Regions from separate parts of the Mus musculus genome. Here region 2 is linked to region 1. Evidence: chromatin contacts called from public Hi-C data. All regions are on one chromosome and are shown on one strand. The core of a region is the stretch at or near the end of the contact, and the rest is flanking DNA. Distances in the headings are between cores, read along the strand shown. Region 1 overlaps Pcsk5 (proprotein convertase subtilisin/kexin type 5). Region 2 overlaps Pcsk5 (proprotein convertase subtilisin/kexin type 5).

Evidence for each region. A called contact is a pair of places that touch in the nucleus more often than the background predicts.
Region 2: a Hi-C map of liver shows a contact between it and region 1, with 2.7 times the contacts expected there. A contact is called at or near these places in 6 of 484 Hi-C or Micro-C datasets (the HL-1 cell line, the HPC-7 cell line, liver and 1 more).

The regions. Positions count from the first base shown.
Region 1 is chr19:17,553,712-17,556,844 of GRCm38.p6, forward strand. The region is part of intron 20 of Pcsk5 (proprotein convertase subtilisin/kexin type 5); the gene reads right to left. It overlaps Gm41813 (a long non-coding RNA gene), which reads left to right. Exons shown (of 3, transcript XR_877744.2): 3 at 1,132-1,179. Among named protein-coding and RNA genes, the nearest start is that of Gm41812, 19 kb to the right of the region's middle.
Region 2 is chr19:17,774,304-17,777,436 of GRCm38.p6, forward strand. The region is part of intron 2 of Pcsk5 (proprotein convertase subtilisin/kexin type 5); the gene reads right to left. Among named protein-coding and RNA genes, the nearest start is that of Pcsk5, 62 kb to the right of the region's middle.

The DNA of each region.
Region 1 (3,133 bases), core at 445-2,944:
ATCTTCATCCTCCATTAAATTTAATTATACACAATTCCTTAAGAGTGGAGTTACAATTGACTAGTTTGACATGTTGCAATTTACAGATATTTAATTAAGATACCATTTGATTTTGACCTTTGCAGCTTTATTTGTGCACAGTAGAGCCAACTCTATTTGTAACATTTCACACTATTTTGGGATGCCTTTGGCAGCCTTGTACAAGGACAAGGGGCATCAATACTTCTTTGGCAAAGTGAGCTTGTTTCTCTGAACTCTCAACATGTTTTATGCCCCTTTAAATACTGTCACATTATAGCTAAGTCTTTTGTATGTATTAGCCCATTAGAAGGTCAGTCTGGAGAAGGTAGGAACCCCAGAGGCTAGTGTATGGCAAAGCAAGTTTGTATTTATTTGGGTTTATAAGTAAAAAACAAAAACAAACAAACAAACAAACAAACAAAAAAACCAAAAAGGCAAGTTCAAAGGGTCAGTGAACTTTGCATCCTTTTTTGGGAAAGGATTTCTGCTCACATTACAATGTGTGTCGTTTGAAGTTAATGTGCTTTGGCACTCTTAAAAAAGAAAGCAGTATGAGGGACACGTGTGAAGTGGTGGCTTGAGTCCTGGCCACACCTTCTACTAGCAGTAATTCTTGTGTCAGAAATTTCATGTCTGTGCCCAATTAAATAAAACCATGTTAATCTTAAAACATTACATACTTAAAGTATGTAGGGGGTGGGTCCGATGCTAAGGTTCTGTTCCCCAATTGGTTCTTGATCTACCCCTAAAGATGCCAGGGGCCAATTGTGGGGTGGAAGGAAAGAGACAGGACTTCAGGGTCCCTGGAAAGGAGGGGAGGAGATGAAGAGGAGGAAGGAAAAATTTCACCATGCTTTAGAGGGACAAAAGGTAACCAACCATATAAGATCTTGGGCAAGTGGCCATAGGCCACTTTTCCAGGTGGGAGGTTAGGGTGTTGAACTGGGACTAAAGGTAACTGAGTAATTAAAGTTGAGAGTAGATTTAGAGTGCTGAGCTAAGGTATTAGGAAGGGTACATTAGCTGCGGAAAATTAGTAGTGCCCAGCAATTGAGCCAAGAATGTAGGTTGAAATTGAGCAATGTATGTGTCTGTGTTTTACATCCACAGATCTGAGGGGGGCTGGTAGCACAGCCTGTTCCTGGAGCAAAAGCTATACGCTACAAAGGTATATAAGAATATTGACAAAAGTTCAAGGATCTTACAATATGGACCTCAGAAAGTATGTCTGGAATTTTCTAGAAATATCTTCTGTTGCTCAGAAAACAAAACAATAGCTATGTCCAAACAATGGCCACCTGGAAGAAAGCCTGTTAAGCAAATCCCTCAATAATAACCTAACTAAGGCCAGGCGTGGGGTTCATGCCTACTAACCCAGCACATGGGAAGCAACGGCTGGAAGAATGTTGAGTTTAAGGCCAGTTTAAGCCATAGTGTGAAAGTCTGTCTCAGAAATGAAACCAACCAACCCAAGGGAAACCCAGCCAAATCACCCTCTGAAGAGCCTCCTGGCGGTAGAGGACAGGATCCTGTGCCACCACTCACGCTCTGGCCTGCTACGTAACTGCCTCTTTGCTGCCAAAGAACTGAATCTGGCTGGATCATCACCGCTAGTGATGACGAGAAGACACGGTTATGTGGATTAGAGTCTGCTGCTTGGTGCCAAGGAGCTCCAATGAGCCACAGTGAAATTCAGTTCATCTTGGCTGTGCCCAGCTGAATATGTCAAAGGCTCTAAAGTGCTCTGTGGAGAACTTTGGACTTTACGGTCTGGCAACAAGAGCATCTGGAAATGGATGTTAACCAGAGAAGAGAAGCAGGGTTGTACTTTCTGTGTCATGTACATATTCTGAGTTTAGAGCTGAGAGCCCAGCTTAGGGTAGGCAAGGTCAAGCTACAGCTGGCCTTGGTTTCCCCCTGCCATTTTGTATTAGAGAATGGAAGGAGATAGGATCCAACTTGCCAGGACAGTTTAAGATTGCCTTGTGTGGTGGACTGAATGTGCTTGGCACAGCGTGTGGCCTTGTTAGAATAGGTGTGACCTTGTTGGACAAAGGACATCATTGTCTGTTTGTAGGGGGTGCTTTAAGACCCTCCTTCTAGCTGCTTGGAAGCCAATCTTCTTCCAGCTGCCTCCAGATGAAGACTTAGAACTCACAGCTTCTCCGGAACCATGCCTGCCTGGATGCTGCCATGCTCCTGCCTTGATGATAATGGACTGAGTCTCTGAACCCGTAAACCAGCTCCAATTAAATGTTGTCCAAGAGTTGCCTTGGTCATGGTGTCTGTTCACAGCAGTACAATTCTAACTAAGACACCTTTTGGCTCGCACAGTGCTTTCTGCTGGAATTCTGTGTGAGGCTGGATGATGATGCAAACACAGTGAAAAACATGTCTTTCCATGTCAGCATCTCAGGAGTCATTCTACTAGGGTATATGGGTGGGAAGGGTGCGCAGGGGTTGTGTATTTCCATACTCAAGTATGCTGACAGTGTTGATCAGCCAATAAAGAAATTTCAATTTAGTAGTCACAGAGCCAATCAGCTCCCTTCATTACCAAGTTCATGGCTTGCAACTTCTTGATAAGCCTGAGAAGGCCACTGCTGAGGCAAGGGCTTCTCCTGGGGTGCCACTTGAGAACTTTGCAAATTTGACTAGGAAGAGATGAAGGCCTAGCACCAAATGTAAAGTTGTAGTCATTTCTTGACTACACCATTGTAAGTTGAACTACTGCCCTTTGTAGCAATGAACTAATTAGATTAAAACCATGAAAGTACCTCCCTGACCTGAACCTCGAATGTGTGGCAAACTTACATGGGAAGAGGGTCTAGGACTTAGACAGACTCCTTCATAGGCAAACAGATAGGGAGAGGGACCATGATAGGTAGCACAGATAGTTAACTTCCACAATGACTGGCTTCTTCGCCATCCTCTGAACCTCAAACAAGAGTCTTGCAGCTAAAACAAAGGTCTTAGGGGCTTTTTCTTTTTTTTAGGTAGGGCCCCTGTGATGAATTGGCTCAACAGTTCAAGGTTAGATGAAAACAAGTTGGTCAGTCTGCCATCTTGCCTTTCTTCAAATTGATCAGCCCTAAATTAGAGAAGACCCGCC
Region 2 (3,133 bases), core at 243-2,742, 220 kb after region 1:
CAAATGCTGCAAGGAGTAGGTCAAAGGCTGTGTTCATCCCAGGCCTCTTTTACAGGGTCAGCTTCCCACCAGTCACCAGTTTTAAGCTAAACCATTTTCCATATTTTGGATCATGAATCTCAATATTACTAAGGCATTAGTTTTTGCCTAATCTTTACACATTTATAAAATAGTTGTAATATCATCTAGCAGCTTGACAGCATCCCAGTTATATAGACTAGATGTTACTATTCCCAAGGAGAGATAGCACACAAAGCAAGGCAGGTCTTAAACGGGAGCACTGGGGCTTGAAGTCGCAGATCCTTATTTTGTTTTGTAAGGCAATGCTCTGATGGAAGGGGCAGACAGAATTGTCCATTCCTGAATGTATGGTGGACCACTAAATGGAAATGTCTCTCTTGAAACAGAAATGCCTAGAACAAGAGAGTTCTGCTCTCCACACTGAAAAGCAAGGCCCTCCAAACCTGTCTCCCTGTTCTCATCCGGCAGCCACACTAGTAAAACATCCTTATTTTCCACTCTTCCCTAACAACATTGTGATAGATTTCAAGGGAATGCTTTCACTTAGGAAATAGCTATTTATAAAAATTAAAATAAGAGAACAAGAGGTAAGAAAATTTGGAGCCATTGGGACAGATGCTAAAGAGCTAAGTCGGAGAACATCAGCTCCATCCATGGACACCATGTCAGCTCTCCTCAGAGAGGCAGGGGTATACATTTCAGCAGATAGCAACTCAAATCCTAAAATTCTGTTTCTGTTAGAAAATATGTTGTTGTTGTTGTTGTTGTTGTTGTTGTTGTTGTTGTTGTTTTCCCAGAGACAATTTCTGAATCTCTGGGAGATCCACACACAAGTCATCAAGTGCAGGAAACTGAAGCTGGAGTCACTAATTTGCTATTTATTGTAACAACACTGCCTGGTGTTTACACAGCACATTCCATTCTGTGATCTCCAAGAATGTTATGATCCTTTCCACTAAAACAGATGGAGAAACTAAGGCACGCAAGACCACCCACACAGTCACCTCAACGGGCCAAGAGCAGAAGCCATCTTACTCACTGGCTGCCACCAATCCCTCTGTCAGCACCACATCCATATTCATCTAACTCCCAAGGCATGGTAACAAGGCAGTGAGCTCTGCACAGAGAGATGGGCATTATCAATGCCCTTGGTATGAAGGCTGGGTCATCTGACTTGCTAACTGTTGGGTTGGTCCATGGCTGAGACCAGAGCTCAGGAAGGTACCCTGAGAATTTCCTCACCTCAAGCCTAAAGCTACATCCTTGATATTTTATCCCTTAAGTTTTGATTCCTCCAAATTATAAATATTTGGGATATGATACTTTGCATTAGTATCAGTCTGTCATAACTTGTGAATCAAACTTTTAAGCATCGGCATAAAAGTGCTGAGGAAGAGAACTAGAGGGTAATGAGAACAGAGAGTAGAGACATAGAAAAGAGGATTTTGGCAAGAGGCAGAGCACCAGAAAAAAAGCCTAGATTTATTTTGGAGCCCCAGAGATGTTTACCTTCCTTTTTAATTGATTTTCAGTGACTTGGACACAACATTTCAATTTCTACAAAGAGTCTATCTTAAATCATAAAATAATTCCTTTATAAGCCTCTCAGCTTTCTTAGATGGTGAGTTTAAGACATTCTATGTGATCCCCGAATCTTGAAGTATTTCAAAGAAATACTTGAATGATGGGTGATGAGACATTTCAAATCAGCACAGAGGTTGCCATGGGAGATTATCTAGGAGGTGACAAAGGGCTTGCCTGAGCTTTGGAATATAACCAATCAGGACTGCCTCCCTCACCACATGGTTTACCTGCCCTATGGCCTGAGTGGATTGCCTAACCTTTCAGCACTGCCATGGTTTATCTATAAAATGAGGGTAATAACACTTACCTACTCCATGGGCTTATCAGGAGGATTAAGTCTGATAATATCCTGAAGGTTAAGTAAAGGCTGAGGCAGCATACGTGCTCACACTGAGAATTACAAGACACCACAGTGCCAAATCCAAATGGCTATTAACCAGGAAAGAGGAAATGGCCACTCAGACATGCTTGCTCACAACTGCTATCAAAGGGAGCTGTTTTTTAATATAGAATGCGCATGCAGGTAATTGTGAGTAAGGAAACCTAAGAGTTGTAGGAAACATAATGTAGAGGTCATGAGAGAACACCCTGAAAGATTTAGCTAATTATCCACTCTGCCTTGAGCAAGCTACCTTTCTTCTTAAGGCCTTTGTTTACCCATCCACATAATGGGAAGAGTAATGACAGATCCCACTTCTTACAGAAAGCAAGAGTTTTAAATTCTTTGAATATTGCTTCTGCATTCTCACTGAAGGCATAGTAATTTGGAGTGTGTGTGTGTGTGTGTGTGTGTGTGTGTGTGTGTGTGTGTGTGTGCGTGTGTGTGTTCTTACATAGAGAGTTGGCTTGTGACTCTCTAAAGCTCAGTTAGGCATGATAATAACATCCCTTGGCACTATCTTAAGTTCAAACTAATATAACTAATTTATAGCGAATATCTCTCTTTAGGGAGCAAGACTGAGAAGAGAGGCCAAGATAATCTGGATTCTTAGGTTAAAAAGTACCATGTCAGGGCCCAGCCAACAGTAAGGTATAAGAAGTACTTAGAGTTCTCCTCTCATTTCAATGATGGTGCTAGTACCCACTTCCGATCAGTTATCACATAATTGAGTTATATTTTAATATACACTAAAGTTTATGTAATTTAAGCTATCTAAAATGATATATGCTTTTAAAAGCAGCTTAAGGTAAAGGGAAGGCTGATGACCACTTATTTCTTGCCTACACCAGCAACTTTGTCATTCTGCTTTTGCTTTTTTTTTCCCACTGTTTTCTTGAGGTTCTCTGTACAAAGGCCATGCCTTGCAAGGCTCTGTTCAGTCCAAGGAATCACAAGTGGCAGCCAGTTATTTTGCTATCACCAAACATGTTCTGAATCCAAGTACAAAGCTGGTTACTTGTAGATGAATCTGGTACAGTCTTTTGCCTATTTTTGTTTGCCACGTTTTGGTCTTTTGGCATTGCTGTCTCCTGGTGTAAAGGCCAATTGCCTGTTGGTAATAAACTTCCTGGTTTGTGAGTATGAGTG